Regions from separate parts of the Rattus norvegicus genome. Here region 1 is linked to region 2. Evidence: chromatin contacts called from public Hi-C data. All regions are on one chromosome and are shown on one strand. The core of a region is the stretch at or near the end of the contact, and the rest is flanking DNA. Distances in the headings are between cores, read along the strand shown. Region 1 holds the start of Ofd1 (Ofd1 centriole and centriolar satellite protein). Region 2 holds the start of Tmsb4x (thymosin beta 4, X-linked).

What was found. Hi-C and Micro-C count contacts between places; a contact is called where the count stands out from the background.
Region 1: a contact with region 2 is called in a Hi-C map of liver, with 4 times the contacts expected there. The contact joins the promoter of Ofd1 here to the promoter of Tmsb4x in region 2. A contact is called at or near these places in 2 of 12 Hi-C or Micro-C datasets (frontal cortex and liver) and 1 of 1 datasets of contacts at active chromatin or transcription factors (oligodendrocytes).

What each region holds. Positions count from the first base shown.
Region 1 is chrX:31,644,155-31,649,966 of GRCr8, reverse strand. It overlaps Ofd1 (Ofd1 centriole and centriolar satellite protein), which reads right to left and starts at 2,967. Exons shown (of 23, transcript NM_001106961.1): 1 at 2,562-2,967; 2 at 2,292-2,393. The coding sequence starts at 2,570. Trappc2 (trafficking protein particle complex subunit 2) reads left to right here and starts at 3,054. Exons shown (of 6, transcript NM_001024965.1): 1 at 3,054-3,067.
Region 2 is chrX:30,758,856-30,764,696 of GRCr8, reverse strand. It overlaps Tmsb4x (thymosin beta 4, X-linked), which reads right to left and starts at 3,086. Exons shown (of 3, transcript NM_031136.2): 1 at 3,029-3,086; 2 at 1,913-2,027; 3 at 1,085-1,516. The coding sequence starts at 2,012. The coding sequence ends at 1,482. LOC134484016 (a long non-coding RNA gene) reads right to left here. Exons shown (of 4, transcript XR_010061311.1): 4 at 4,284-5,841.

The DNA.
Region 1 (5,812 bases), core at 1,718-4,217, 890 kb before region 2:
AATCCAGAATCATAAATGGGTTAGAGTCCAACATAAACGATCAAGCCTTTCTAACATTTCAAATGTGAAAGCTGAGGAGATGGCTCAGGTGATAAAATACTTTCTGTGCAAACATGAGATCCTGAGTTCAATCCCTACCATACACATAAAAAGCTAGGCATGATAGTGCTTGTAATTCCAGCACTGGGGCTGAGGTGGGGGCTGGTGGCGGGCGGTGGAGGCAGGAGGATACCTGGAGCTCAACAGCCAGCAAGCCTAGCCAAATCAGTGAGCTTAGGACAGTGAGACAGAAACCCTGTCTCAAAACACAAGGCAGATAGATGCTCACAGATACCTAAGGTAGACCTCTGCCCTACACAGCAACACACACATGCATATGCATCTGCACACACAGGAGCCAGAACACACATGTGCACAATCACACAAAAGTGAGTACATTCAATGACATGAGAATTTATAAAGTTTGGCTTGATCTAATATTAGATATCAATACTTGTACAGCCAGATTAAAGCAGAATAAAGAGGGTGAAGTGCTGCAACAAAAATTGAAAAGAAGATCAATCATTTTATAGAAAGAACACTTAAAACACAACCACTGTAACCATTCTCATGGAAAAAGTATAGAGAGACAGAAAGGTACAATAATCAAAGTAATGACGCAGAAAATGTAGCAGTAATATCTTTTCCAGTGTTACCCTGCTAAAAGGGCAACAATGAAACGAGTATTCCCTAACTGCTTGGGAAATAGACAAGGACAATCCCTCCATAGCCATATGGACACACTGCTAAAAATGCTCTTACCCAAAGGCACAATGGCCCTGGCCTGACACCCCAGTACTCAGGAAGGAAGCAGAAGAACACTGCAAACTGGTCAAAGCATGCTCATGCCTTTGGATTCAGAAAGGGGAGTTCTCTAGACTAGGCAGGAAATGGTAGGTGCAACAAACAGAAGATATGGAGACCTGAGTAGAAGCTACACATTCACTAGGAGACAGCAACCTAAATGACCTGACTGACCAGGATGAATCTGTGGCCACTGAAAATAAGGATTGCAAGCAACTTGAAGAAATAGGGAAAGGCTCCTCATACAAAATTTAAAATGATATACACACCTATAGCAGTTTGTAGTTATAAAATACATGATTTCCTTTCTTCTGCTTTTCTGTATTTTCCAGACAAGTCTTATAAATATTTTTATGAAGTTAATAAAACAATTAAGAGTGGGAGATATCAGGATCACCTTTCCTTAATTTCCAATTCTAAAAGGTACAAGTAAGTAAACACATTGAATTAACTAACTCCATCTCTTGCTGTTACCCAAACTTAAGATGTGCTAATACATAATTGCTATTCATTTTAAATATTCACACTCTAAAATATTTGTATTTACTTTTCCTGAGACAGGGCATCACTACGAAGTCTCAGCAGACCTAGCACTGGCTATTTGGCCCAGCTGCCTTCTAACTCACAAGAAATGTGCCTGGCTCTGTTTCTCAAGTGCTGAGATTAAAGACCTGTGCCAATATACCTGGTACATTCCACTGTGGTTAAAAACAAATTTCACTTCTCAAACTGTTACATGGTTAAGGAGTACCTTCATATTTTCTATGTAGTGTCATCACACAGACTCTAAAAGCACATATTAATTCTGAAAACTGCAAACCTATGTTAATGGGGTTATGGTTTAGTTAGCAAATGGGCACCATTTTGACGTTTCCAGACATGTATGTGGCTGTACTCTGCACACATGCACCTTCCCATTACCCTCTCCAGTCCGGTCCTTTCCCCACAGTAGTCCCCCTCCTGCTCTCATTACATATACATAGCATGGTCAAATCTAGACTGAACAAGTTTTCTAACAGCTGCTTAGTTTTATGGTAATGTGTTCATAATGTATAAACACATTGTGTGCTACCTTAATGTCAGTTCAATCAATCAATTATATGCTCTTTGAAAAGGACAACTGAAACTCAACATGTTCAGAATGTAACTCACTAAGCTATTGTTCAGTATTTAGAAAGCTGGGCTGGAGAGATGGCTCAGTGGTTAAGAGCACTGAACTGCTCTTCCGAGGTCCTGAGTTCAATTCCCAGCAACCACATGGTGGCTCACAACCATAATGGGATCTGATGCCCTCTGAAGACAGCCACGATATACTTATAATGAATAAAATAAATCTTTTATTAAAAGAAAAAGAAAGCTAAGCTCTGGATGAATTTAAATGTGGAAAAGCCTGCTGTTCAAGGTTACACTTGTGGAAGTAACCACACAATCATGCCTAAATTTGATACCTTAAGTGTGTCCAGTATACCCCGATCCTTAAACGTCTGGTATAGCTTTTTGCGCAGTTCATCTTGACTCAACACATCATCACACTTGTGGGGCATGGTGGACTGAAAAGAGAAAATGATGAGTTACCTAGTGGCAAAGGGGGACGTGATTTTCAGAAATCAGACCAGTGACCTCACCGGAAGCACTAAGATGCTTAACGAAGCTTTAACGAACATAAACAAAGAGCGGTTCCTTTCTGAAAACACCTGTCAAAAGGCAGGTGAAACTACCTGAGCCATCGTTATCTGCTTGCTCCCAAGCTCGCCCCTCCTCGGTCGGACTCCTTGCCCGGGACAGGTCTTAGGAGGAGAGGGAGCCCTTGAACTCCGAGCCCAGCCTCTGTCTCTAGGGACCTGGAAGAACAAGAGAGCTGATCATTCAGCCCATTATTTCGTCAAACACGCGCACTTCCTCCCAGTTTGAAAGGGCGGGTGGGGCCGTGACCCAGGAGGGACTCTGGATGGAATAAAGACGGAAACGAGAAACGAAGGACCAGAAGCGGCCACTCCGTAAGCAGTTTTCACTGCTCCACAGCTCGTTCCTACACCGATCCCCGCCCCGCTCAGCTGGCCGAACGTCTCTCTGACCAACCGCACACGCCAAGGGTTGGCGCGCTGCGACGCATGCGCGAGCTTAGGCCGGAAGTCCCATCCACATCTCGCGAGAGCAGAGCCTCAGATCTCGGGGGAGTGACTCCGGGTTTCCAAGCAGAAGCTCCGGAGCGCAGGTTCGCGAGGTGAGTGATTCTACTATCAGCTCCTCCCTACAGGTAAGATCTGGAGGGAAGTAGGGGGCGGAGGCTCTGGGTCCGCTGGGAATTGCAGGCCTCACGTGATGCGGACATTGGTCTTAGACCCTTATCCCGCCCTGACCGAACACCAGAGCCAGACTAATCACCGTTCTCCTGGTTGATAGAGTGCGCTCGGTGGCTTGGCGTTCTCCGGGTCAGTCAGTTAACCCAGTGTATCTTCACTGCAGTGCCATTGCCCTTTACAGGTTTGTTGTAGAAAGCAGTCCTGGGCATCATAGGTTGACCGCATCCTTGGTCTGTTTCCGTTAAATGTCAGTAGTATCCTACCCCCGCACTCACTTGTCTCCAGACTTTGACTGATGCTCTCTCAAAGATGCAAAAAGCTCATCTCGTTGAGAAACACAGAACTTAATTTTATAGAGAACCCCCATTGTGTGTTTGCTGATCTGTGTGACAAATGGAATTACAGCTGTCAGGAGCACAGGGCAGTTTCTAAAGGTTCTTCTGCAGAGAGATTTGCTATAAAAATGGATGGCTTTGAACTGCGGTGCTTGCGTATTATCTTGTGTTTGCCTGTAACCTAAAATGTTTAACTTGCAAAGGATTTTTAAGTTCGCCCTCCCACTCTTGCACTGGTAGTCTTCCACCATCATCGCACCATATGAATTTTAGCTTCCTGGTAACTTCAGATAACAGCCCTGGGCTTGGCCTCTAGAGCAGTTTAGTGTAAATCTATCAAGTTTCGGAGTTAAAAAAGTACTTGGCCTTGTGTATGTACTACACTTTCCCAAACCCAAACCAGACATGAATAATTGATCACAGCCATTCCCTGCTGACCACACTGTTTCTCAGCACCAACTCCTGGCAACCATACCGGACATGAATAATAGATCACAGCCTTTCATTGCTGACTACACTGTTTCTCAGCACCATCTCTTTTTGGCAGCCATACCAGCTAAGTAGATTTTTCTCACAAGAAACACTATGGTATCCCCAGTCAAATAAATCCCTTTTCTACTAGACATGGTACTTCAATAATATGCTGAACACTTATCCACCACAGAACACTCCAGAAAAAAAAAAGTATTGATCCACAAGCTGATGGAAACCTCCGTGCAAACATTGGACCATAAATTGGCATAGAACACTCAGATGTTTCTGGGTATTAATTTTAAGTCAGCTATAGGTCACCCCTTAATTCAACAAATAATGAGTGTTGCCTAGATCGCTAGCACTGCTAGACCCTGGGGATACCATAAAGAACAAGAACAGTGTGTGTCTGTTCTCTTTGAGGACTTCTTTCTGTCACCCAGGCTATAGGTCTCAAGTGTGCTCGAGAATATACCGTTTACATTTCCTTTGCAGGGCAGAAAAGTTAAATTTGATGTGGTCTGCTCTTAGTGTAAGTAGAGAATACAAGTGAATAATAACCTGGATGTGGTGGTAACAGTGGTTTTGTTAACTTAAACTGAATAAGCTACTGTACAGAAAAAGGTCCCAACATGGTATCTGACCAAAACTAGCCAGGTAACACCTACTTAAGTTGGTGTTTAGTCTCATGAATATACCCGAGAAGATATCCTTTTATCTGTTTCTGAAAATAAGAGTACCATTACCTCCTACCTCTTAGCATGTAGGACCTTTCTGTGACTGTGATTTCTTTAATGTCACTTAACAATAGATGTAGAGTTGTTGGTCCAAGCTATATAATTTCTGAGGACCTGAAGACTTTTTTTGAATTGAAATGCCTAGGCATTTTTCTAATATCCAATATGCGGTCTTTAATTTGCATCCTGCCCCGCCCGGCTCGGCGCTGAGAAGTTAGGATTTGTATGTGATGGGGGGGGGGGATTAAGCAGATTTGCATCTTTTGTTATTTTGGTGTATATCCAGTGCTGGAAACCCTTCGTTCCCAATGGTAACAACCTACAGAGGCATTTGCTTTTCTTACATATTTTGTACACTTAAGTTCTCATTTAATTTTGCTCTTTTCATGGAACCTAGCTGGCTTTGAGCTTAGGATCTGCCTGCCTTAGCTTCCTCAGTGCTAGAATTGCATGTCTGTTTTAATCTCTGTATTTGGGGGTCAGCTAAAAAACACCTATTCTATCCATAGGGACTGTAACATATTAAGTTGTAGAGATTAAGATATGGACTTCTCCAGAAAGGGAGGGCTGTTAATCAGGTTTATCTGAGCTAGGCATTTTGAAACCATCCTGGATTATCCTTTTTCCCCCACAGCCCAGTATAATCTACTCCCAAATTGTGTGTGTCCACTTCATCAAACTAGCCCTGTAGAGATGCTTTAAAGGAAACGAGCAGACATATACATTGGTCAATACTTACTTTTTTTTTAAAGATTTATTCATTTATTATATATATAAGCACACTGTAGCTGTCTTCAGATACACCAGAAGAGGACATCGGATCTCTTTACAGATGGTTGTGAGCCACCATGTGGTTGCTAGGAATTGAACTCAGGACCTCTGGAAGAGCAGTCAGTGCTCTTAACCACTGAGCCATCTCTCCAGCTCCAATACTTACTTTTGACCACAGCAGTTACTTATTACTTGTGTTCACTTGTCTGTGAGTATTCATTTTGAGACAGGGTCTCACTCTAGTTCGGGCTGTTCTGGAACTCACTATGTATTCTAAAGTGGCCTCAGAGCTATAGTGACCCTCCTGCCCCAGCCTCCCAAGTGCTAGTAAAGCAGACACAAGACAGCTTGT
Region 2 (5,841 bases), core at 1,837-4,336:
GAAATCAACTGGGTTTAGTAATGCCCAACCCACCCTACGAACCGGTATTTTCACAAGCTCGTTTTTAGAAGAAAAGTTCCTCCTGGGGACATTGCTTTGTGTGTTTTAGCCGTGCTGAGACAGTAAGTGAGCTAGTGACCTTGAAATATTGTTGTATTTGGCTTAATAGATCGGCAAGCTTCGTGCAGAACAGGGCCATCCATCAAGGAGCTTCAAGTACCTTCATTTTATTGTTTAAAATTGATAGCTTGTTTTCCTTCTAATTCTACACACTGTGGCCTGGCCAGAACAAGGGCTTTGCTTGTACCCACCAATTAAATACATAGTTCTGATGACTGAAGATTAGGGAGGACTCAAGCCTTTTGGGTCAGCCGATGGTTTTCTGGCCCAGGTTTCACCTGTCCTGCATTTGTCCTTTAAGCCCAAGCGTTCCTTATTAGGATTTCAGCAACTTCAAATCATCATTTAAGGGTAAACTTGACTTTTATAAAGCTGAGTTTAAATATTGAGCTTGATTTGCAAACTGGCCACTAGACGAGGACAAACTCTAAATTCCTTTCTAAAGCAAATACTAAAATGTGATCTTTATTTTTACCTTTCAGGGTTGCCCTAAATTCCGCTCATTCAATACCAGATAGTTGGTTAGCCAAGTTCATTTTGATACCTAATGCTAATGTTCCGAAGCACCACCAACTTTTGTTTTGAGTGATATGCAATACATTCAATGTTGGCTTACCAAAACTCATAAAAGGTTTTAACTACATTTAAGTTCCTCAGGCTGGCCCTTCATGCCCTGCCCCCGCCCTTTCATTCCACAGTCCCCTTCTTCCAACAGTGGCAGCTATACCAACTTCAGATATTTTCATTAAATCTTTCATGTAATCCATTAGGAATTCACCATCTGCATGAGACCTCCCAATCTTTTGCTATAGACAAGGTATTTCATATACCTTGACTAACCCAGCGCTGTGATGCCAAAGTAGTTTGTCACTTCTATGTCCCAGTGACCAAGAGGCAGGCAGCTTTGCAAAGGTTTATCACCCATGTAACTACCCCTTTCCAGACACCAAACAGACATGCCAGCCAGGTTTTAAAACTTTATTTGCATATTAAAAAAATTGTGCATTCCAATAATTAAAATCGTTTGAACAAAAAAAAATGGCACTCTGATTAAACTGCATTTTATATCCTGCAAGACATCTTTATTTTACTCTCAATTCCACCATCTCCCACCCAGCTTTTTCCTTCACCAACATGCAAGTTCTTTTCCCTCTCTGCCAGCCAGGCCAGCAGGTGGGCGGGAGAGGCGGGGGGAGGCCTTCCTGGTCAGTAGTTCTGATTCTTTGATGTGAAAGGGGCAGCACAGTCATTTAAACTTGATCCAACCTCTTTGCATCTTACGAAGTTAAACAGCTAAAAGAAGTAAAATAAGAAGGCAATGCTCGTGGAATGTACAGTGCATATTGGCGGCGCTCGCCTCATTACGATTCGCCAGCTTGCTTCTCTTGTTCAATTGCTGTGGAAGAAAAAAAAAAGATGGAGGCTTAGAGCACCGTCTAAAATGACACGATGTTCATTTAAAAAAAATCTCTTTTCATCTTATAAAATTTCTAGAAGGATACATAGTAGCCACGCTGAGCAAGACATACTCAACCAAAGCAGTTACCCAATAAATGTATTTGCATAACAGAATAATAAATATTCCATTATTAAATCACTGAAGCCCGGCGCTTGTTGGCTGCAAAACAGTTTTTAATTAACCTTTGCAGGCCATATTCATCATCATCAACTGTCGGCTCCTCCCCCGAACCCCCCATCCTCCCCGCGGCCCCTCCCTTCCTCCTCCCGACTGCAGCTCCCGCTCTGCTCCCGCCCAGCCGGCTCTGAAAATGGGCGAGGGCGAACAGCTTACTTTCTTTTGAAGGCAGAGGATTTTTCTCTTGTGTTTCTGTCTTCTTCAACTTCGACTTATCGAATTTCTCGATCTCAGCCATATCGGGTTTGTCAGACATGGTTGCTGGAAGGAGCTGCAGGTACAAAACGAAGACCAAAGCTAAGAAAGAGGAACCCACCCTCGCCTCTCCCAGTTCTGAAAGCACCCCAAACGCGCGCGCCCGAAACCCCAAAGCCTAAAATCCTATTGCCTTGTTGACTCCTCGCTAAAGACCTTAGTCTTTCTATAGGAAAAAAAAATCTTCCCCCTTAATATTCTCAAAGTGAAGAATCAAAGAGTGAAGGTGGAAATACTCAAAGGTATTTCCGTAGAATAAAATTCATCATTGCGGAATCTTAACATTGTAGTGTTGAAAAATTAAAATTGGGATAGAACGAAGCCACTTCCAGTTTAAGAGGAAAAAGTCTAGTAAAATCTCTTAAAATAGAGCCAAGGTCGCAAAACGGGGCTGGCTCCCCAAAAGATACCAGGCGGTCCAGCTTTCTCCTCCTCACAAAGGCGAGGGAGCTGACGCCGCCAGCTGCCGACCACCGCCCTACTCGCTTCCTCTCCTCCTCCTGCCCAACAATGCAGCCTCGGCACACAAAGCTGCCTCCCCACTTCTCGCAAACGCATCTTGATCTGCATGCAGGGGCCATTTGACCGCCTTTGCATACATTCCTCTGCAAGGGCTTCCCAATTTTCACGCTAAAGGCCGGCCGGGTAGGTTAAACCTGCCACAGATAACAGCCCTCGAAGCCATCAGGCGTTTAAGGGGAATGCAGAGCGTTTGAACAAAGGATCTTTCTATTTCTGATTAATTACAGCCAGTTAAGTAAAGGAAAACACTTCGGAGAGAGGGTCGAGGAGAAAAAACCAATTCCCCTCTAAGCTGCGCAGCAGAATGCCCGATTTTTTTTGGGGGGGGGCTTTTTCTTATCATCGATTTCCCTTCCCGTTACTCAGATACCCCCTGCCCCGGTCCCCCGAAACAACCTTGCCTGGAAGTACCCCTTGGACTTCGCTTTAAGGATGAGGCAAGCGCCTCCGCCGGAGAGGCAGGGAAGGATAGAAGGAAGGGGCCCTGGGGCTCACCTGAGCGAGCTGGGCGAACAAGGAGAGACGATCTGCTCAGAGGCCGCTGCCGACTGTCGGGAGGGGCGCGGCGAGCGCCGTTTTATGCGCGCTCATATGCAAATGAGGTGATGTCACCCGCTGTCCCGCTTAACTCCTTCACGCCGCGTCTCCGGAAGGGCGTTCAGAGGCCTGTCGGACCCCCCCCCTCCCCAACCCCCACATCCCCATCCACCAGGGCCCTTGAACCACATCGATGGCGGAACTAGAAACGGAACAAACGCCTTCAAAATGCCCCTTCCCCCATTTGACGTCTATTTTATTATCCTGAACTTTTGCAATAGCCGCCCAAACCTGTTCTTAAGGATTAATGCGTGATAACTAAGGTCCCGAGTGGCACCTAAGGGGACAGACATTTTTTTACTTAGAAACCGGCTTTGTCTGCAGCCAACGCCCGCATCATAGGGTGCGGTGTCCCGCGTACAAGGGCTGGTGGGGTCTGATTCCTATGACTCAGCTTTCAGACCAGTGGACCGCATTCGCCCGCCCCACCCGGCCCTCTTTGTCTCCCTCGCTTGTCTTCCCCCTTAATATGAGAGGGTGATAAAGGAACCCTGGGTGGATTTTTAAAAGAAAAGTTTTAGCATTGCAGCATCTATATTGTTTGCTGTAATTTCTGTGAGCAATCGAGTTAACTAACATTTGCTAGGTGTAAGCTAATTGGGAGCTTTATGGAGAGCACAGCCTGCCCCTTAAAAATTAAATCAAATTCAACTTTTGCTGTTGACTGACAATAAGGAAGTTCATTTCTGTTTTATTTTCATCAATTAAAAGTGATTTCTAATGAAAGCCACGGATTCCCGAAGATCACAAGATCCTTTAGCTTTACTATCAGGATTGAAACAGAAGTGCGAGCTAGGTTTTGAGGGAAAGGTTTTCAGCAACACATGTGGACGATTCAGGTAGAGAGGTGCTGGTTTCAAAATGGCACCTGAGTCGGCGAGTACCAGGGACCTACTTGCTACTAAAAAGTAATTGCAGGTACCAAGCTTGTGCCTGCAAGTGGTAGGTGATAGGAAGAAGCTACGTAGGATATTAAAAAGCATCCTTGGGATTATTTCGGAGACATCGAGAACTATAAAACATTTCTTCTCCTTTTCTGTGCTCTGGAGGGATGTTTCCAGAAAGCCTTTGCTAAGCATTTTTTATGACAGAGGCTTTGCCTCTCTGGCAGTGAGTCAAGTGTTATAAGGACCCTAAACTGGTACTGCTGGGGCAGCTTGGACTTCCCCATTTCTTCATCTACTTCTCTTTTTACTTAGGAGGAAGGAGATGGGGGTAGGCAGGAGCAGGTGACCCATGTGGTTTCCCAGTTAATGCTCTACTTGGGAGACCGCCTTTCTGCCCTTTGCATGGGCCCTGGACCTGTTTGAGCGTGCATTAGATGTCACCTCTCGGGTAACACATCCCCTCTCTCCCCGTGTTCACTAGAAGGGAGTTTACTGCATTGTTGAAACACAGAACGGATCTTGCGGGATGCATTCCTGACCTCTTCTGCTTGGCCTCTGCAGTTACACTGACACCATTTTGGTGGGTCATTGGATTCCATGTCCCTTCACTCAGCTGTCCCTGCCTCTGTGTCTTCCTACGTCAAAGGAATGCCATAGCCTTGACCCTGGTTGCCTGTTTGCCTTAGGAAAGATGAGCCTTTACAGAAGTTATGCGGCCAGAGGAGATTGAAGAGTGGACTCTGTAAACATCTAGAGTTTTCTACTTTCATAACAATGTAGCAGGCAGATTATTTTAGCTGCTGACTGAAAAAGAACAGGCAGGCTGTAAGAGAGGAAGCAACTTGCCCGGGGAACTGAGGGTGATAGAGATAGAATGAAATGCAAATAAAAGGGACTGTCAAAGTGTTGGGCTTCTCTTGTCCATTATTCGTTTAACTCCTCTCTGGAAAGTGGACAATTGGTGTTAAGTAGTGGTAGGAATTGTGGAAAGATCAAGTTCTTGGGACCAAACTTCCAAAAGCGAGCATTTTGCCCTGTTCTTATTTAAAATAGAAAGTTGAGAAGAAAAGAATAAATGTTTTCGCATTTGCCATTAGCAAAAACCTCAAGTAATTTGTCATTGTGTCTCTATAAAGGGAAATGTATATATTTCTTTGTATATTTCTACATAATTAATATGTGAATATATTATTTCTCTAATGAATTATTAGCAAAAATTAGGTATTTTGTGGCACTTGGCAGAGCACGTGCCTAGACTACACCAAGGCCTACGTTCCATCTCTAGTGTGACATAAAATAGTACGACATGCTTGCAATGCAAGCACTCAGGATGCAGAGACAAGAGGATTAGGAATTCAAGGTCATCCAGAGTGGAGTTTGTGGCCAGCCTGGGTAATAAACCAGTATATTTCTTGACACCTAGAAGATAGTATTTGCTCAATTAACCACGATCACACTGCTTCAGTTGAGTCTCAGTACTTGAAATCAGTTCCTTAACAGATGACTCCAATAACCGGTTTACATCTCAGACAGTTGAATCTACTTAGCATTAATATTCCAGATGTCAGGGATAATTGCTGCTTCAGGGAAGGAAGCATTTATAAGTAGATTAGCATATACTGGGCACAAAAACCACTGAGGTGGGAGTTTTCAATTCCAATTAAGTGACAAAGACAAGGATGTGAAGAGGCAAAAAAAAAAAAAAAAAAAAAAAAAGGTTGCTTTCAGAGGCCCTGGTCCCTTCAGCTGCATGGTGGATTCTGTTCTTGGGGCCTTTCAGTGAAAGGCAAGCGAAGAGCCCACCTCACAACCGCCTTGCCTCTC